Regions from separate parts of the Mus musculus genome. Here all the other regions are linked to region 3. Evidence: chromatin contacts called from public Hi-C and HiChIP or PLAC-seq data. All regions are on one chromosome and are shown on one strand. Each heading gives the region's core, a stretch centred on a gene start, on an enhancer-like site or on the middle of the called end of the contact. The rest is flanking DNA. Distances are from core to core; before and after follow the strand shown.

Region 1 (2,700 bases), core at 133-2,632, 830 kb after region 3:
CCTGGATCAATAAGCTGTCCAGAACATACAGGAGGATTTATGGTTAAAATGGTTGAAATGGTTGAAAAAGGAAACGAGGAGGCTGGGCGTGGTGGTGCACACCTTTAATCCCAGCACGTGGGAGGCAGAGGCAGGCAGATTTCTGAGTTCGAGGCCAGCCTGGTCTACAGAGTGAGTTCCAGGACAGCCAGGGATATACAGAGAAACCATGTCCCCCCAAAAAACAAAACAAAAAAGGAAACAAGGAAAGGGACTTTCCTTATTTTTGACTTTACAAAGTCAAAGCCATGTTTACCAAAACACATCCTAATGTATCGTCCCTCTAACACCCAGGGCTTCCTGCTTCCCACTCCCCAACCTCTGAGCCAGGACAGTCTTGGCCTTTACAGGTAACACTAGAGATGAGAATGACCTTATGATGGAAATGGCAACCTCTAGGCTGCTACCTGACAGAACACTGGGACAAGTGATCTCCTATGACCTCCTACTGATGCCTGTCTCTTAGCATAAAAATTCTGGTTCTAACCTGATCCCTTAACCATACAAAGGCTATGGGAAATAATGGTGTGAAGGAGGACACACACAGAGAGAGGAGTACACACAGACTATTCCATGTGGTGGCTAATGAAAGAAAACATGCCTGACTTTCCTCTTAGCACCTCCGTTACTCCTCATGCTCAAGCCTCTATTAAAATAATGTCAATAAAATTTCTAACTTGGGAAAGGGAGAAAGAATGGAGAGGTGGAGAAAGGAGAAAAGAAGAAGGAAAAGCACGTGAGCATATAGAAGATTCGGAAACGTGAGCGAGAGTTTCATGACATGGAAGATCGAGTTGATAGAACAGTCTGAAGACCAGAGCAAATAACCAAATGTCACTATCACTAATACAAGAGATGGAAATAAAGTTCCCTCGGAGTGAGCCTGCTTACAGCACGGGGGCTGCATCTCCTATACAGAGCATTCAGAATCCAGTACCTGGGACCAACATGGAGGGAGAGTTCTGGTCACGTGATGCAGAGACTTTTCATCAATCTAAGCCTGTTATTTCCCCACTCTGCTCTGGGTAGGAACGCTGCTGGCACTTCTACGTCAGCCACAGCTGTGTTAAGGAGGTCAAGGAAATGTGGGGAAAAGGGCAATTGTCTAGGGAGAGGAGTAGAAATTCCCAGGCAGCATTTTTTCTTTCCCCTAAATTTCTCTGGGAACTGTCTTACTGTGTCACCGTCAGTTTCTACTGGGTCATAAGCAACTCTTCTGCAAGCTGCTGGATCTATAAGATCCCCCAAGGCAGAACCCTAACCCCCTCTGGGGTGTGAGAGTTCACTGAACAGCCTCGTTCATGGCCATGAGCTTGGCACAGCCACAAGCCAGCGCCATTCCAGTACCATGTGATATCAGCAGGGTTACTCACTTGGTTGCCCTCCAGCAGGGCAGCTGGGGACACCTCCCTAGAGTGACTACAACATTCATCACTGAGATGACTCAGCCCAAGCTTCCCTCTGCCTGAAAAGGGAATCTGGGGCTGAGCGTGGGGTGAGAGGTGTCCACACTAGACCCATCTCTGTGCCCCTCACTTGCGAAGCACATAGCATAAGACTCAGGTCAGTGTATCAGAAGCAGAGAATGTACCATGAGTTTAGTCCAGAGGTATGTGTGGCAGGTAAGGCTGTGCTTACAGAAGTTCAAGGACGGCTACTCAGCTGCCTAAGGACAATAGCATCTCAGATGTCCACCCATTCCATCTCACTGATTCCAGTGTTCTGTCTTTGCTAGGCGAGGGCTTGTCCATTCTGGATCCCTGATATGTTACTGGGTAAGGCTCTTCCCCCTCACTGCTTGTCTCAAAGAAGTAATTCAACTAAGGTGGAAATTTGTTTGGCTAAGTAAATTAATGCCTACACTACAAACAGGTTGGGATGTGCTGTCCTGAAAAGTGGGGCAGTAGAGTTGGGGAAATGCTTTAACACAGTCTTTGGATAGGTGCTGTCTGGTTTCTTGCCCAAGAGTGAGTCCATTCTCTTTGCACAGTTTAATGTGCACAATCTCTAAGGCTACATGTGCTGCTCATTCATATTTCTGTCAATTGTAAGTGACAGTCCCATTTCTCTAATAGAATCATATGCTTCCTTCAAAAGCACCTGCTTCTACCGACAGCTGGAGCACCACGGCATCCCACACTGCACTAACCACATGGCAGGTGCTTGCTCAATACTTACTGCATGGTGGCCTCCGATCTTCAGTTCCCAAGGGAGAGAGATTTTCCACACTTTACTCTAACCGAGCTTTGAATCTCTTTAGAAAGAGCTTTGAACGAAAGCCTTGGTTTTATTCAACACCTCGTGTGTTCTGGGCTCTCCACGCTCCTGTGCAGATCTTCTCTCAAAGGTCTTCCCACAACATGTCCTTGAACTCACTATTCTGCCAATGTTCCTCCGATAACCCAGGTTCCAGCATGACCTTCTTTGGCTTTCCAGAGTTTCTGTATCATTCTCGGTGTTAGTTATGTTTCTGTTACTGCACTGAAATACCAGGGACACAGTGACCTAAGGAAGGGTTTCTTGCCAGGCAGTGGTGGCGCACACCTTGAATCCCAGCACCCGGGAGGCAGAGGCAGGCAGATTTCTGAGTTCAAGGCCAGCCTGGTCTGCAGAGTGAGTTACAGGACAGCCAGGGCTACACAGAGAAAACATGTCTCTAAA
Region 2 (2,700 bases), core at 178-2,677, 660 kb after region 3:
AGCATGAACAGTGAGAAAGGGAGGTTCCAAACGCGATGACGTCGATGACAAAATCATCCTAGACATGAACTGCCTTTCCCACATTTCCCTTGCCTGTTTCACATTGGGTTACTAAGTCTGAGAGGAAATTTGCATCAAGTTGTGGGGGAAACAAACAAACAAAGACAAATAGCAGCCATCCCATTTTAGAAGGGCAATGGGGAGAATTATAGTGAGCATGCTTTTGCCTTGACCCTGTGACTTACCTTGACTTAGCAGGAGCCATGAGCTCAGCTCTTACGCTCTCCCCTGTTCTCCTCCTCAACCGTCCAGTCACATGATCAGCACCTTTGTAATTTCATCTTTACACCCCTCTATTTCATGTGCAGCTTTTCTCTCCCATGGCCTTATTGACACAGAGTTTTCAGGCCATGTCACACAGAAGCAATACTCTGCCAGTGAGTCTTCCAATGTTTCCAAAGCCTGGTTATTTCACACCATTGATGAAGGTAACCAGAGACAGAAATCAGGAACAACTGACAATATGGCTGTCAGTCCCTGCTGCCTCCAAAGGGCAGGTGGGTAAAACTGGCACCACTATAGTTCTAGAATATGCTATTCCTCATTCTTTGGAGTACCAGAGCTTCGATATCTTCTACTGTGCCCTGCCCCAGAACAGCTGAGATTTGAGGTTAGAAATAATTCCACATGTATCTCTATAGTTCATGTCCAAGAGACAGGTTTCAAATAAGGTGAAAGTTAAGACAGTCTGATCTTTGTTTGGCTCACCATGCTTACCCCTCAGAAGACCCAAAGAGATCAACACTGCTTCTCTATGTCTCAGTTTTCAGATGATTTGGATCCCAATTCAACACGAGTACTCATTCTCTCGTTACTCTACTTTCCCATTTCCCCCTGTTTATTCTCTTTAGCTTTTCTGGGTCATCTCTCATTTGTTGCCCACACAGTCCCGTCTCAATTGACACTAGCTCACATGACACTTTTTAGGGACATTCACACTATAGTAACAATAGTCCAAGCTGCAAAAGATGTACTCTTCCAGTGTTTTTCCCAGTCAGTAGAAATCAGTGATGGCTGCAGCCTAAGAATGTTTCCTCTATTATTTTGCATACACGTTCTTGTCAGCTTCCGTCCTCGCTCTCCACTCCATCTACCTTGGTCCAAATGTCACCAGCAGGAGCTCATCTGTGAACTAAGCTGTCTAGACTCATTGACACTGGAAAAGCAACTATCAGCTATTGAAATAAATGTGGACAATCTGGAGTTGTTGTTCTGTTCAGACCAAGGCAGTGACGCCTACTCTACTGGGCATTAGATAGACTCTGGATTCATTCCACCAGCTCACTGCATTCCTTCAGCACAGGCCCTGGGGATGACTCTTGAGGTGGATAGACTGTGCATTCTCAGAAGACACAGTCACTTCCCAACCCCATCCTGAAGGTTGCAGGCAGCTAGTGAGAGGCTCAGAATGCTGGGGACTCTGCTTTCCAGAGCCTTGGCTCTGCTGATCCAGTGGGTTCATGAAGTGATTAACATTCCTCAAGAAGAAACGAAGGTGAAGTGACTCAGAGCAGATTAGGAGAAAAGACTGGAGTCCCTCTCAGAATTCTTGGTATGCTGGTTGGCAGGATTCCTGTTGCCCCAAGGCAGACCTTCTCCTCTAAGCTCATAAACTTCCAAACACACAAATCATGTCCATGTAGCTATTGAGTCCTTCCCTTCGTTTGCAGAAGACATGATAAAAAAGCAAAGAGAAAGAAGAGGAGGGAGGGGAGAGAGAGAGAGAGAATTTTATACCCCACCAGGACTCCAACTTTTAGACTTAGAAAATGACAAGCCTGCCAGGCATCCCAAGTCACTGTGTATCAGACTCTTTCAGTTTGCTCTAGTTGACAGAAACAAAACAAAACAAAAAGACTGTTGACAGTACGGAAATGCCAAAAAAAGAGATTTACTTTTTGACTACTTCATATTCTATATCAGACTAACGTAATTCCAGCTAGCTCTCAGTTCCTATTATGTTCAATTTCCACTTTTCTAATGAAAGAAAAATTTAAATGACTCTTGGCAGGCAAGCTATTTGAATAAAGAAATCAATGTCAAAATATTTCTGGTGTAACATTTGTAAGCAAATGTTCACAAAAATATTTATGTCAAATGTAGTCACTGGGAGCCAGACATGCCAGAATTCTTCAGCGCTTACTCGCACCAGGCAAACTTTGGGGCACTACAAATCTTCCCAGTGGCTAAGTCCCTCTAGATACATATTCTCTAATAAAACGTACAAAACCGTAGGATTATATATCCTTCCCACACCACTTCCAACTGTCTGTGGGCTGAATAGCCAGCACTGTCAAAGTCCGTGTGCACACAGAGCTGATTTCTACTGACTGGGAAAAACACTGGAAGAGTACATCTTTTGCAGCTTGTACTATTGTTACTATAGGGTGAATGTCCCTAAAAAGTGTCATGTGAGCTAGTGTCAATTGAGACGGGACTGTGAAAACCATACAAGGCAGATTGTCACTGATATTTACATGTAGTTACCAGGGAGACAACTGTATATTCTAAATCCTCGGCTTGGCTGTGATTTGGTTATCAGGTCTGGCGGAAGCTGCTCAATCATGAGTCTGCTGTCTCATAGAAAGAGGATGGGGAGGAAGCAGAGGACCGCATCAGTGCTGGGATCCTTAGCCTCCC
Region 3 (2,700 bases), core at 3-2,502:
CAACCGTTCATCTAGGTGGCCTGTGGTCTGTTTGGGAGAGGGGCGGGGAAATCCACTCTGACTATAATTTAAAAGAGAACGAATTCTTAAAATAGAGATGTTGATGCGACAGAAAATTCCCAGTGCACCTAGGCTGAGTTCTAAAGACCCTAGCAAGAATGGAAGGCGCTGGCTGTGGAGGCTCGGACAGTGCCTCCCTCCAACAGGCCAAAGCGGATCCTGGAAAAACTGCAGCCGAATTAAAAGTAGGTATTTAATCTCAAAGGCAACCGCTCCCTGGCACTTGCAAAACATAGGACCTCACGTGACCAGGGGATGTGGTGGCCGCGGAGGGTAGCACTTCCTACAAGGTGCAGAGAGGGGACACGCGTGCCGCTCTTCTGGGGCTGCACTCCTTGTTGGTTCCGAGGCTCAGGGTAAAAGTTTGGCTGTTTCTAAGGGAGACGTTTGGAGCCATCTATCTTATTTTTGTTTGAAAAGTCACTCTTTCAAGTTGTCACTGGAATGACAGCTCCGAATAAAACTAATTTGTGGTCTGCCCTCCTCCTGGCTTCTTGGAGCAGCTCTGGTGAGCTGAGAAACCAGCGGATTACAGTAGACTTGGGTCGGGATTCTGGGCTGTAGGGGCGCTGAGAGGATGGGGCCTTTACCTAGGACTTGTGATAAAAGCACCTGGGTAAAAGCAGAGAGAAGGAAAGTCGCATGAGAGCGGAATACGGAAGGGACAGCCTGCGGACCGCCAGCGTGGTCTGCTGGGGTGGAGGTTGGGGGTGTACTACAGCAGAGTACGGGAGCCTCAGTGATCCCCCTCCTCCGCAGCTCCAGGAAAATTCCGGAGACCGGCTCCGAGGCTCTGCCGCTGGCGGGTCCCCGAGCTGCAGGGGACAGAGGAGAGCCAGAGGCCCGAGGAGTCTCGACCCCCAAGCGGCTCCCAGAGACGCTCAGTACTCAGCTTAGCCCACGCTGCCGCAGAAAACACTTTGGCGTGGCCAGGGCGTGGCCGAGCTCGGCCACGCCCCCCTCTTTCCCAATTCCCCTCCACTCCGGAGTCCCATTGGTCACGAAGACGTCCAATGAGCGCACGGATCAAGGTCCTACCCGGGGTCTGACTCGAAAGCTCCTGCCAAAACTTTGGGAGTTTTTAGAGAGGAGTTTTTTTTTTTTTTTTAATTTTTTTCCTTTTTTTTTTTTTTTTTTTTTTTTAAACTAACGGATCATTATTGTTGTTTTAAATTTAGCTCTTAGGGCTTAGCTGTTTGGGTTTTTCTTTCGGTGTCGGGTCCCTGTCTCCCCGGCTTCTGCGGAGTAGCAGAGCGAGGCCGCGCTCGCCTTGTCGCCCCAGCGCCTGGCGATCGCCTCCATCCACCCGGCGGGGAGCGCGCCCGCCGCGCCGCCTTTCAAGCCAAGCCAGGGGCCCAGGCCGTGGCGGGCGGCGATCGGGCCCTCGCCTCGTCCCTCGGTGGCGCTAGGGCTCCCCGGTTGGCCCTCCGCTTCAGGGCGGGCGAAGAACCGAAAGCAGCTCGGGCTCGGCTGGGACACCGCCTCTGCCCGAGCGCCCACCCACTTCCCCACTCACCCAGGACCCCGCCGGGATCCTGCCAGGATGTTCGCAGCCGGCCTGGCTCCCTTCTATGCTTCCAACTTTAGTCTCTGGTCAGCCGCCTACTGCTCCTCGGCGGGCCCGGGCGGCTGCTCCTTCGCCCTGGACCCAGCCGCTGTCAAGAAACCCTCTTTCTGCATCGCGGACATCCTGCACGCCGGCGTCGGGGAGCCGGGGCCCGCTGCAGAGGGACTGGTGGGGGCCTCGGCAGCCCTCACCGCACACTTGGGCTCCGTGCACCCGCACGCCTCCTTCCAAGCTGCCGCCAGATCCCCGCTCCGTCCCACCCCGGTGGTGGCGCCCTCAGAAGTCCCGGCTGGCTTCCCTCAGCGGCTGTCTCCGCTCTCTGCCGCCTTCCACCAGCATCTCCCGCAGCAATCACCAACGCAGCAACAGCAACCGCAGCAGCAGCCCCCGCCTCCACCCCGGGCGGTCTCCCTGCAGCCACCGACTTCGGGGACGCGGGTGGTCCCCCACCATAGCGGCTCCGCCCCTGCCCCCTCCAGCAAAGACCTCAAATTTGGTATCGATCGAATTTTGTCTGCGGAATTTGACCCAAAAGTTAAGGAAGGCAACACTCTGAGAGGTACGTATCGCTGGAAGGCCTCAGGCCTCACCACCACCCATGAGGGGCCTGATGTCAGGAGGATTTGGGGTGCGTTTATTTTTAAGGACAGAACGGTAGAATGAGGGCGAAGAAAACGAAATGAAGGAAAACTTAGTGACATGTAAAAGTCAGCTATCCCATGTTTAAAAACATATCTTCGTGTTGCTTAAACAGCATAGAAACGGATGACCATACTCTGGTTGCTGCAAAGTTTTGCAAAAGTGTGTATTATCCATCTTTTGAATGAAATATCTGCAGAACGACCTAGATCTTTCTGACAAGGAAATCTCAGCGTGGGGACACTTTGCATTTATTTGATTTCCAGTATTTCTTAAGAATTGCGGGGAAGCAAACCGGCCAGTCTAAGCTCCTGAAGGAAGGCGGGGGGGGGGGGGGGCTGAAGGGTGTAAATTAGGGGTTTGTAGAATTTCTGGAAGGCGTCCGAAATGACCACTTTAGCAACATTTTATGACAAGCCTTTCCTTATTATGGG
Region 4 (2,700 bases), core at 33-2,532, 800 kb after region 3:
CCAGCAGCTCTGTGAGACACTAATATTAGAATCAAGTTTCCTCAGCCTTTGAAAACTTTAGTATAGAATGAGATTACACAGTCTCAATTCCCCTCTTAAGAAACTTGCTTGATCTCCTAAGTCCCACAGAGGATAATCTCTCGCAGGACAGCTCAGGTGACAGTACACTCTTTCTCCATTTCAGGGGGATGACTGCAAATCCGTGTCCTGGTCAGGAAGGTCACAGAATGAGCCCAGGTTAGATAAGCAGGACACATCCTTCATCTAGCTTTTCTCCCTGGAGGAGAGAGCATATTATTGAATATCCTTGAAAATATTTGCAAAAAGTTCATTGTGAGGAAGGTGAAGTGATTTAGGAGAATTAGAGACCAGCAAATCTGTGTTTGAATCCCAGTTCTTTTTAGACTGAGACTGATGAATTAGCTTATTCTTCAACCTATCTGAGGCATGACCTCTGCCTCTGTTAAAAAGAACAATGGCTGTCAGCCTTTGGAGGGCCTTGTAATGATTAGTCATATGTGTTTGAAGTGTCTGGCCCAGAGTAAGCTTTCAATGCGACCTGGTTATTCTTAGGAGTGGAGTAATCGGGGGTTTATTTAGAGGTTCTTGGATGGTATGGGCAGAGATCAGTGGGGATGAGGCTCAAGTTCTTCCCTGAGTGTTCTCTGGGGAATGGCCAGACTGAGGACAGGACCCAAGACTACACGACCCATCAAACTGCCCAGTGGTGGCATCTCTCTGGCATTAAGAAAAGTTGGTAGTACATTGGCCAGTAAGAATAAGAAGATATGGAGTGACAGTTATGCTGTGTAGCTGGAGCTTGGCCAGCATTACAAGGTCCCTATTACACCCACCTGGCCCAGCCCATCTCCTGGAGATCCTTCTTCATAGGTGCCATGACTCTATGCAAGGTGACAAGAAGAAGATGTAAACCAATGTGGCCTTATATGGTTTTATCAGAATGTCATAGCTTTTCCCAGAAAGAAGCCAAGGTGTAGCTCATATCTGTACACCTTGAGCCCTGGCGTCCTCCAATAAATGGGTAGACAGCCATGTTTGGCCATCTAGCTTTATTTTTATTAATAGAAAGTTTGGTAATGTCATTTGAGAGAAAAATAAAACTCTGGCCAAAGAGGGTATATATTTTAAGATGACACACACTATATTTAGCAACTGGGATTATGCCCCTTGGGAGACATGAAAGAAGAGGAAGCGAGATTAGAGCTGACATCTGGCTGGGGCAAATGTCATCTCCCAAAGTGGCCATACTCATCACAGGCCCACACCAGTGCCAAGGAGGAGTGAGAAGGCAGGACAGCCAGAGCTCATCCAGTACCAGATGCTACTCCTGTTCCAGGTGTTGAGAGATGATCACTACAGGCAGGCCTGGACCAGTTAGGGAGGAGGGCCAGGCAATGACACGCACTCACAGGCTGACTCTTCATGTGTTCACCAGTGTTTAATGTTTAACAATTGATAAGAAACCATCGAGCATAAGGAGGTTGACATACTTCCCCTCTGAAGTACAGTCTAGAATTCATCAAGGTTCTCCATGGGCTGACATCATTGTTTGAAGAAGAACTGGCTGGGCAGTGTGCTAACTTGGCATGTAGTTATCAACTGTTTATGCAGACGATATGATCTGCCCTTGAATAATTTATAAATTAAAAGTTTATTACTGCTTCCCAGAAATTGAATGGTCATAACCAAAACAACAATGCTTACCTGCTTATTGTTTTGGGGTAGGTGTCTTCTATTTCTTACCTCATTTTATTCCCATGGTATCCATGTAAAATTTACTGACTATCCCTTGACATTTGAATACAAACATTGTGGGGGTCCAGACCTTATAATAATCTTGTAAAAATATAAAAAATTACGTTAAGAGATTTAAAAATTCCTATACCCAAAGAAAAAGCACAGCTAACATTTTAATGATGTTAGTTCCACCGTGTGCATGCATATTTTAAGTTGTTGTAATACTATATGCAAAAATGTCACATAGTGTTTATTCAACTAAAATTCTTCTATAAGTATTTACTATACAAACAGCTTATCTATGCAATTTTCTGTACAAATATCATTTGAAAACTACAAAGCATTACTTTGAGAGCTACACCTCAAGATGTTTAATGAATTCTCAATATTTGGTATTTCCTGATTCTCAGATTTCTCTGTTGCACTGTTCCAATGAACACATCTTTAGATATACCATATTTTGGGAGGGCACTTGGGAATTTGCTTGCACAAATGAAAACAGACAGCATGGCCATCTGGTTAGCCCACCTAGGCACGCTCAGCTTTTGAGAGTTCTTACAAAGAGTCATGACAAGGAGGCCAAGCAAGAGTATCAATACAACCAAGAAAACAAAAGCATTGGACACTTAAACCCCAGGTTTCTCCATGAAAACTCAGCCATGTCTGTGTAGGCTTTCAGAGACCCATTGAAACTAAGAATTTAAATCAGTGGTTGCAAATTTTCACAGGAGAACCACTGTAAGAGTTTGTCAAAAGTATTAGGGCAGAGCCTAGATATCCACATTAAAAATATATTTAAAAAAAAAAACAGTGGGAGAGAAGAAAACAATGACAATTGTCCTATCCTGGTGTCAACTTGGTAGTCTTATTTTGAAGCTTTGAAAACTTCTGTGTAATACTTTTTACCCTGAGAGGAGATGATTGCCAAGTTCTGTCTGTCCC
Region 5 (2,700 bases), core at 148-2,647, 870 kb after region 3:
GTACTGTATAGGCCCTGTGCTTTACACAGCAAGGATCCATGGATGTGGTGACAATTCAGCTGATTCCATGCATTGAAAGCTGATGCTTTGACAACACTGTGAAGGGTGGGTTGGAAAACAGTGGGATTGTGTTGACTAGCTCCCTCATTTCCAGACATAATGAACAGACGATGGGCAGAGGGGCAGGGTAGAAGTGGTCCTAGAAAAGAGATGAAGGTCTGAGCTGTGCTCTCTTCTTCCTGTGGCCTCTCAGTAGCTGAAGCACACCCAGGAACAGGCATTTAGAACCCTAGAGGAGATAAGGAACTGACAAGTTGTGTCTACAAACCTTGGGGACACACTACAGATATCGATGTAAACAATATTAAGCCTCTGATGGTTTTCAAATTCCTACAAGGATATTTTAGAAATCAACCTGGCCATCAAAACTCAGTGTTCACTGACGTGTTTGGGGAAGGACTTACGTAATTTTGATGTGAAGACTTCTAAACCCTCCAAGACAGATATTCTATAAACAGAAGAGTTCCACCACAAGCAGGCCTCTAATATAAGAGAGAGAGAGAGAGAGAGAGAGAGAGAGAGAGAGAGAGAGAGAGAGAATCTCAAACACTAACCATGCTTTCCTAAAAGGGAGGGAATAAGGAACTAGATACTGTTCTTCTTGGACCATGTGGTCTGACTTCTGACTTACAATATTCAAGACCATCTTAGTTACAGCAGTCTTCAGAGAAGATGAGGTCTTAGCCCAGGAGGCCCTCAGCAGAGTCCCGGGAGAGTTGGAAGGATGACCAGAAGGTAGTGGCAGAGCATGACTTCACTAAAGCCATAGATAAGCACAGGGCAGTCGCACAGCCTCGGGCAATCTAGAGGCCAAGAGGATATGAGAAAGTGAGACTGGAATGCCCAGTCATTCTGAGCCACACCAATGCTAACAGTAGGCAAAACAGAAGAGCATGTTCTCTCTTTAAATTAAAAAGCAGGCATGGTCTTCATCTCCATCCCCACCAAAGATCACACTTCTCTCTTTTAGCTCCCACCCAGTAGCTGCTTTCCCTCTCATGAGTTAGAATGGCAACTCAGATAGTGTGCAGACTTCTAAGAGCTAGAAGAAATAAAGAGTTAAATGCCCTGGCCCCTTCTCCACCCCTAATGAGCTGAGTACTCTTTGCTTCCTTTCTTCGTTATAAAGACAAGCTATAAAATGTTGAGTTCAGAAGCCTGGGTTTCTCTCCAAGATCCCGTCCAGTTCAACAATCTCACATTTGTGTCTCTCTCCTTGCTCCATTTATTTTACTCTTTTCTTTGTTTTTTCTTGCTCATACAATCTAGCCTGTGTGAGTAATGTTCATATGCTTATGAATACAGTTGGTTCTTTGTGATCTGTAATAATAAGAGACGGATCATGTGGATAAGCCCAAATTGCAAACGCTGCTCCTGATTACAACTGAGGAACATTCCAGTCTGACTAGCAATCTAATATGTGGTTTGGGCTGCATTCATGTAGGACCCATTAGCTAGTTAGTAGGGTTGGTGTAGAGAGGTTACCTGTTCTGCCCTGAGGAGTGATCGATATTGAAGGTGAGATTCCCACATTGGCCAAATGTCTTCTGCCAATTAATGCTGGGTTTTGCCATTAGATCTGGCTAGTTTATGTGACTAATGTTTCAGTTGATGAGATGTAGCACACACTTAGGGATGGGGTGGAGGTGGAGGTAACAGACAGGAAACCACTTATTGGGAATTTTACCAGCCTAAGAGTCACAACACCAAGTAGGACCACATATTTTTGTTCCAGAATGGTTCATCTAGCAGGGCCTCTTTAAGATCTAATGTCACTTTGATGTATCCTGTGCATGTCACTGCACTAAGTAAGCTCCCTTAGATCTTTACTACATGGTATACAACCCCATAGGAAGAAGAGCTCCCATGTCCGTGCACTCCCGATTCAGAAGCCCAGAACTTCTACAACAACAATGGACAACTCCACAAATTAAATGAAAAATAAATCTTAATTAAAACACAGAGCTATCATGTTTCTTTTTCTACATAAAGTTCCAAACATCATAAAATATGACCTTCCTCAATGCCAAGAATGTTTTCTCTAAGGTATAAATTATTGCCCTTTACCTAGAAAGCTAATCTTATAATTGACTCAAGAGCTTTAAAGATCACTTCATGATATGTGAAAAATAAACAGATCATGCCTATGACAATCATGCTAGGATTATATACCCTGCTCTACTACCTAACCCCATCTCTAGTGATTTAGATTTTAACAGGCCTCTCAAGCTTAAGTGTAACATAACAGCAGTTGTAGGAATGTAGATGTCTCATATGCTCTTAAGCATAAATTTGAAGGGACTAAAAACACCATACAAAACCTAATAAAATGTATCAAATTCTTATACAAGATCATAGATGTTGCTTTAGTTTATGATATATTTTGATTTCTCTTTTGTGATCAAAATTGCATGCTCACTTAGCCCTTGGGAACTACAGTAAAGGCATCAAAGAAAGTATAAAGCAGCTATAATATTATACTCAGGGAGAGTTACCAGTAATTCCTTTTTGGTTTGCTTATTTTTATTCTCTTTTCTAAGTCCCCAAATAGCTTGATATAGCTTGATTATAAATAGATGAGTAACTATATCATGATGGTGAAAATAGAGAGATGAAAGATGATAGACAGATGAAAGATGA
Region 6 (2,700 bases), core at 196-2,695, 940 kb after region 3:
CTTGGCCCCTGTCTAGATTCCATGGGTTCAAGTTGCTTTTCTTCCCTTGTTTTATAATATAACCCCTTATCAGCATTCTCTTTTGTTTCTTTTGGAGTGAGTCTGCTAGCCTCCAACCATCTCTTCCTCAGGTCAGGAAGGCTTCCTTAGATTCTTCCCAACTTCAATATTTAACACTCTCCTCCCAGCCCAGTTGACTTAAAAAAAAATATGTTTATCTCTAGAGTGTGTAGATCAAAACTTCAGACTTCTAAAACTCCATCCCAGCAGTAATAAAATATCTGCTGATGTTTTTAGCCATGATAAAAACTGAGTTATCTATAAAGATACATTTCAAGCATGTTCCTAGAAGTCACAGTTAAGTCTGGCAATATATAAGCTAAATGATATTACTTAGTTCTACTTTAGAGAGGGGAGAAATGAAGGTGAAAACTCAAGGACTATGCATAAGCCTGGCCGACTATTGCAATTTGAACTGAGCTTCAGAATTTCCTTCTTTTCCCTTCTTACTATACCCAGCACAAATGTCACATTGTCCTAGAATTCAGATATGGTTCAGTGAGATAAATAAATATGTTATTAAATACCAGGATATATTAGCATGTAGTTTTCAGGCACAGGTGGGTTTAGGTTGTTACAAATCCACATTTAAAAGCCACTGTTCGCTGAGTATTTACTGTGTTGTTAATAAAACTGCAAAGTTACATGTCTTTAATATATTTACCATCTCTTCCTATTCTTTACTTCAAGGATAATACAATTGTATGACAGATGTAGAAACTGAAGCATAGAAAAGTTAAAGAACTTGCACTGAGACTTGTAAGTAGTGACTTGATTCAAAAATTGACCTCATGGTATCTCTCTAGACTCCATGACTGTGCATGGATGGGTTCTTTTGCTCTATGCATGTAAAATTGATGCCCAAAGCCCTACATTAACGCAGTGTGAATTGGGAATATTCAATCATCCAGACATGCTCCCTCTTTACTTCTGTAGGATATATATATATATATATATATATATATATATATATATATATATATATACAGAGAGAGAGAGAGAGAGAGAGAGAGAGAGAATGTCAAGTAGAGCCTGATTACAAAAGAGTGTTCTGTACTATGCGTTTCCTCTTTTGACTGGTTAGTGTTAGAATGCAGCCCACAGTAAGACAAGTGTCTAGTCTTATAAATAATACATGCAATCCAAATGATCCAATTTGTATAAACCAAACTCTTTCAAGCCCTTTCAAAGAAACATGGGACAATGAAAAGAATGTGGACATTAAAGTCACATAACTGGGTTTTTGTCTGTTTTGTTATTATGTTAATGTTTAATTCTCCAGTGTGGGTACAGAAGCTCTGGTTTGCGACTCATGTTCATTACCATGGTGTGAATACTCCCATCATGACTCATTTCACAATTTCAACACTCTGCACTGGGTTGGAAAGAGACAATGACATTTGTTGACTCCCAAGTGCAAGTCATTTTCAGTACACAACTGTTGGCAGACCCTAATCTAACCCTGGCTTGAAAACCCTCAGAACAAAATCTGGGGTGAGATACTTTACCTTTCTAAGTGATGATCTCCACTTCTGTTAAGTAGAGGACATAACACTACCAGCAAGGAGGGTGTGACCAGAAGGCTGTAAGGAGGAGAATAAACATCAGCTTTTTAGCCTTCCTGAGGAAGCTATGCCTTCTGACAAAGAAACACTCTGTAAGCATAGCCTATGCCTTGGAGTCATTCAGGAGCACTCTGGTAAGGTGGATTGGCCATGTGTCAAGGCAGAAGTCCTGATGAGAACAGACCCTCACCATCCTTCTTTCCTGTTTTAAGCTGAAAGCTTTATTCCAGATGTGCTGACTCTGTCAATGCCATGTAGTAATATCATGTACCTATTTTCTATAGGTTGAAACATCCCCTCCTAGAGAGAGGAAAAGGGTCAGAGGATCTGGGAACTCACAAGTTTACAAGATCTGGGAAACTCAAAATTCACAAGACCCTTAAAGCCCCTTACCAAAAATCAGTAAGTAATTGCTAAGACAATCAGAAGCTTTGGGGGTAGCCCTGCCTGTAAGTTGCATGGAAGATACCAGTGGTATAGCTTCCACGAGTCATCACCAGTACTGAGATCAGAGTCACCCTGGTAGGTAATTCTAATAAACTCATTGTTCACTAATATGAACCTGGATGGAACAAGGTTTCTTTGGTCTGCTGTTGTCAGATCTGGATGTAATTCAAAGTAACTTCCTCAAGAACAGTTGTGGATCAAGGACAAAGCAAGACTGGTCCAATGGTAGGAATAGCAAGAGAGACAAACAAACAAACAAACAAACAAACAAATGAGATTACTAGGGTTTCTCACCTTGATCCTTGACCTTCCTGCCTGCTCCAAGGGAAATTAAGGGAGCGCCACTACTTGTTAACTATCTTAGCATGCACTGACTCTTGCACCAGGGACATGACCCATCAGCATGCCAACCCCTTTAGAGAAGTATCTGGGGAGAGGGTGCTCTGCCACTCCACATTTCCTCTAGTGCACAATTGCTGGGATGATCCAACCCCATGAAGTAGAGTCCAGACTTGTAAGCAGTGTTGTGCTGTTCAATTGTCCCCTTAGCTTTCCTTCATTTGAGTGAATCTAAATTGATCCTAGCTATTCCAAAAGAAAAAGAAATGACACCTAGCTGCAATCTTAT
Region 7 (2,700 bases), core at 148-2,647, 970 kb after region 3:
ACCCTGCTTTGGGGTACTAGATATCAAGATTATTCTCATTACCAAGAAAGATAGCGGTGCATTCATCTCTTGGTGAGGTAATACAGCCCAGAAGTGGTGTTGAAGGCAGGCAAACATGAACAAGTAGATGCCACACACGGAAGGAAAAGCTGAAGCCACTCACTGCTTAGGCTTTTGGGAGCTCAGGCCTCGGAACTAAAGGATTTCTTTCCTTTGGAAACAATCTCCTGTATGTCAAGCTGGGCAATGTCTCTCAAGCTCACTGTGTAGCTGAAGAATAACCCTGATCTTCTGGTCTTTCTGCCTCTGTCCCCCAAGTGCTAGGATTACAAGTGTGGGCCCACACCCAGTTTATGCACTGCTTAGGGACTGGACCTGTGGCTTTGTGTATGGTAGGCAAGTCCTCTTCCAACAGAAATGCATCGCCAAGTATGTCCCATACACCCAACCTCCAAGAGAACTTTATATTTCTATTTCTCTATCCCACAACTGGTACATGGAAAAGTATATGAATTATATAGGCTAAAAGTTATTGTCCTTTATCAACTGTTTCTTCCACGAGCAAGAATGATAAATGGAATGTTGGGTCACTGGTATTGGCATAGATAAAATAAGCTCTAAAAATTGATAGCATGCATACCAGCCTTTCTTCTCATTGCCAAGTACCAATATATCAGCTGTCACCAAGCTGTAACAGTCCACAACTGCCAGTGGCCAGATATTGATTTCTCTTATAGTCAGCAGCAACTGAAGCTGTACACCTGTGCGCGTGTGCGTGTGTGCGCGTGCACACACACACACAGGGTTGGGGGTAGGGGAGAGAACCTCTAAACCCTACAAATGAATTAAATATGTTTTTCTTAGAAAAAGACGTTTTTATTTCTAAGACAAGATTTATTTCAAACCTTTCATTAGAACTCATGTGTGGCCTGGCAGTGGTGGTGCATGCCTTTAATCCCAGCACTTGGGAGGCAGAGGCAGGCGGATTTCTGAGTTCAAGGCCAGCCTGGTCTACAGAGTGAGTTCCAGGACAGCCAGGGCTACACAGAGAAACCCTGTCTCAAAAAAAAAAAGGAATTTGTGTTGTGTACATGTGTGCATGCCTGTGTGTGCCTGTGCATATGTGTGTCTGTGAGTGTTTGTGTGTGTGTGTGTTCATAATTTCACATATGGAGGACAGAAGTCAGCTTACATGGTTTCTTCTAATTTTTTCCATCTTATTTTCTTGAGACATGGCCTCTCATTGAACCTGAGCCACAGGATCTGCCTGTCCCCTCCCCAGTTCATTTGCAGACATGTGCCACCATGCCAAGCTTCAGCTTCTCCATGGATGCTGGGAATATGAATTCACACCCCCATGTTTGTACAGCAAATACATCACCCACTGAGTCACCACCTCAAACTTAGAACTGATTCTTGAGTGAGACTGCCAACGTTCTCATGGGGAGCTAACTACCCCGCAGTAACCCTACACTCAAGCACACAAAGGGGATTGAACTTGGCCCATGGTTTCTCTTGATTCCTAACAAGATGCTTTGTCATGGGTGTGTTCTCAACACTCCCGAGAAAGCAGGTAAGCCACCCATGGGACAAGAAGACCAACCTTCTCTTCAGATCCAATTGCATGTTCCTTTCAGAGCCGAACATTGTTATGAGTTTCACTGTTCGGCTTTCCTCCATTAGAGTGGGTAATGGAACATGAACCCTGCATGGCAAGTTCTATGATCTATGAGCAGCCCATACCCATAGCAGATTTATGACATAGGAAAAATTATGTCTTTAATATCCTTGGCTATCTCTTCTGGCTGTTTTCCTTGCTAGGCCAGCTAACCACCCTTTTAAGCAGCCTCCTTTGTGTGTTCTTTGTCCAATATTAACCCATGGTTGAAGTCTGTCCTAGTTTATTCTGGTTTAACAGTGCTTATATATGTCTCATGTTTTATTCCTTAAAAGACACAGTCTCTTCATTCATATTACACCAGCGTTTCCCTGGTGGTCATACATGAGAAAGGAACACACACGTGTGTGTGTGTGTGTGTGTGTGTGTGTGTGTGTGTGTGAAAATATTCTCAAAGCCTCCAAAAAGTGAGAATTATTGATGTCATTATACACTTGACTTCATAGTGGTTAATTACATGTTTAGTCAGGTTCCTACTGACACATATGAGCCAACCCTGATCTCCATACTTAGTGATATCATACTGACAATTTGAAGTTATCTGCGGTGAAAGCATTTACACCATGGCTATTGGCAATTGCTATATATCAGGGCTAACCTCTTCAGTCGCCTAGAGAGTCAACTTACCACCACATCCCATGCATAAGGTGTCTTAATTTAAATAGAGATGACATTGTATCTGTCTAATATTTTATTGGGTGACTTCTTCCAACATGGCATAAAATACTTTGACCACAGATATGCATATCTCAACTTGGACAAGCTCAACCATATCCGTCCTGTTCATTTATACACACTTAGCATACACATTGTCCAAAATACCACATATGAAACAAGCTTACACATAGACACATCTTACATCTTCACTTGTGTGCACACATATACACATACCTCAGAGTATAATTCAACATGAGAAAGATATTTAGAAAAAACATTTTAGTATGTTCTGTGTTAGTACATGATAGGTTGTTGTCAAAGGCTTAAAATTCCCAGAGAAGTGAATATCAACAACTGACAAGACC

The links. Hi-C and Micro-C count contacts between places; a contact is called where the count stands out from the background. HiChIP or PLAC-seq counts read pairs in DNA pulled down with a chosen protein or histone mark.
Region 1: a FOXA1 HiChIP or PLAC-seq map of pancreatic cancer cells shows a contact between it and region 3. The contact joins the enhancer-like site here to the promoter of Hlx in region 3. A contact is called at or near these places in 7 of 39 promoter capture datasets (the 3T3-L1 cell line, 3T3-L1-derived adipocytes, hippocampal neurons and 3 more), 4 of 115 datasets of contacts at active chromatin or transcription factors (the NIH/3T3 cell line, craniofacial prominence, embryonic forebrain and 1 more) and 2 of 9 other capture datasets (liver and pancreatic islet).
Region 2: a Hi-C map of muscle stem cells shows a contact between it and region 3, with 4 times the contacts expected there. The contact joins the enhancer-like site here to the promoter of Hlx in region 3. A contact is called at or near these places in 4 of 39 promoter capture datasets (the 3T3-L1 cell line, the C10 cell line and hippocampal neurons), 1 of 15 datasets of contacts at CTCF or cohesin (the NIH/3T3 cell line), 2 of 484 Hi-C or Micro-C datasets (muscle stem cells and ventricular fibroblasts), 6 of 115 datasets of contacts at active chromatin or transcription factors (the NIH/3T3 cell line, astrocytes, embryonic forebrain and 3 more) and 3 of 9 other capture datasets (adipose tissue, embryonic stem cells and liver).
Region 4: a FOXA1 HiChIP or PLAC-seq map of pancreatic cancer cells shows a contact between it and region 3. The contact joins the enhancer-like site here to the promoter of Hlx in region 3. A contact is called at or near these places in 2 of 39 promoter capture datasets (the 3T3-L1 cell line and liver), 1 of 484 Hi-C or Micro-C datasets (embryonic fibroblasts) and 3 of 115 datasets of contacts at active chromatin or transcription factors (embryonic limb bud, pancreatic cancer cells and pro-B cells).
Region 5: a FOXA1 HiChIP or PLAC-seq map of pancreatic cancer cells shows a contact between it and region 3. The contact joins the enhancer-like site here to the promoter of Hlx in region 3. A contact is called at or near these places in 2 of 39 promoter capture datasets (hippocampal neurons and pre-B cells), 1 of 15 datasets of contacts at CTCF or cohesin (pro-B cells) and 5 of 115 datasets of contacts at active chromatin or transcription factors (the NIH/3T3 cell line, embryonic forebrain, forebrain and 2 more).
Region 6: a contact with region 3 is called in a FOXA1 HiChIP or PLAC-seq map of pancreatic cancer cells. The contact joins the enhancer-like site here to the promoter of Hlx in region 3. A contact is called at or near these places in 5 of 39 promoter capture datasets (the 3T3-L1 cell line, hippocampal neurons, liver and 1 more) and 8 of 115 datasets of contacts at active chromatin or transcription factors (the NIH/3T3 cell line, astrocytes, bone marrow-derived macrophages and 5 more).
Region 7: a contact with region 3 is called in a FOXA1 HiChIP or PLAC-seq map of pancreatic cancer cells. The contact joins the enhancer-like site here to the promoter of Hlx in region 3. A contact is called at or near these places in 3 of 39 promoter capture datasets (the 3T3-L1 cell line, the SN4741 cell line and hippocampal neurons), 1 of 484 Hi-C or Micro-C datasets (embryonic fibroblasts) and 5 of 115 datasets of contacts at active chromatin or transcription factors (the NIH/3T3 cell line, forebrain, large pre-B cells and 2 more).

What each region holds. Positions count from the first base shown.
Region 1 is chr1:183,904,258-183,906,957 of GRCm38.p6, reverse strand. No RefSeq gene overlaps it. Among named protein-coding and RNA genes, the nearest start is that of Gm34130, 32 kb to the left of the region's middle. Within about 2 kb of position 1,382, at least 109 of the 459 cell types and tissues checked have an H3K27ac peak or open chromatin away from gene starts, as enhancers often do. A contact at or near this core is called in 3T3-L1-derived adipocytes, the NIH/3T3 cell line and pancreatic cancer cells, where this site is marked.
Region 2 is chr1:184,075,743-184,078,442 of GRCm38.p6, reverse strand. No RefSeq gene overlaps it. Among named protein-coding and RNA genes, the nearest start is that of Dusp10, 43 kb to the right of the region's middle. Within about 2 kb of position 1,427, at least 75 of the 459 cell types and tissues checked have an H3K27ac peak or open chromatin away from gene starts, as enhancers often do. A contact at or near this core is called in the NIH/3T3 cell line, adipose tissue, astrocytes and 3 more, where this site is marked.
Region 3 is chr1:184,731,045-184,733,744 of GRCm38.p6, reverse strand. Hlx (H2.0-like homeobox) reads left to right here and starts at 1,252. Exons shown (of 4, transcript NM_008250.2): 1 at 1,252-2,186. The coding sequence starts at 1,604.
Region 4 is chr1:183,929,328-183,932,027 of GRCm38.p6, reverse strand. No RefSeq gene overlaps it. Among named protein-coding and RNA genes, the nearest start is that of Gm34130, 6.6 kb to the left of the region's middle. Within about 2 kb of position 1,282, at least 17 of the 459 cell types and tissues checked have an H3K27ac peak or open chromatin away from gene starts, as enhancers often do. A contact at or near this core is called in pancreatic cancer cells, where this site is marked.
Region 5 is chr1:183,863,933-183,866,632 of GRCm38.p6, reverse strand. No RefSeq gene overlaps it. Among named protein-coding and RNA genes, the nearest start is that of Gm34130, 72 kb to the left of the region's middle. Within about 2 kb of position 1,397, at least 34 of the 459 cell types and tissues checked have an H3K27ac peak or open chromatin away from gene starts, as enhancers often do. A contact at or near this core is called in the NIH/3T3 cell line and pancreatic cancer cells, where this site is marked.
Region 6 is chr1:183,787,661-183,790,360 of GRCm38.p6, reverse strand. The region is part of intron 2 of Gm34068 (predicted gene, 34068); the gene reads right to left. Among named protein-coding and RNA genes, the nearest start is that of Gm34068, 40 kb to the right of the region's middle. Within about 2 kb of position 1,445, at least 19 of the 459 cell types and tissues checked have an H3K27ac peak or open chromatin away from gene starts, as enhancers often do. A contact at or near this core is called in pancreatic cancer cells and stem cell-derived neural progenitor cells, where this site is marked.
Region 7 is chr1:183,760,493-183,763,192 of GRCm38.p6, reverse strand. The region is part of intron 1 of Gm34068 (predicted gene, 34068); the gene reads right to left. Among named protein-coding and RNA genes, the nearest start is that of Gm34068, 13 kb to the right of the region's middle. Within about 2 kb of position 1,397, at least 5 of the 459 cell types and tissues checked have an H3K27ac peak or open chromatin away from gene starts, as enhancers often do. A contact at or near this core is called in pancreatic cancer cells, where this site is marked.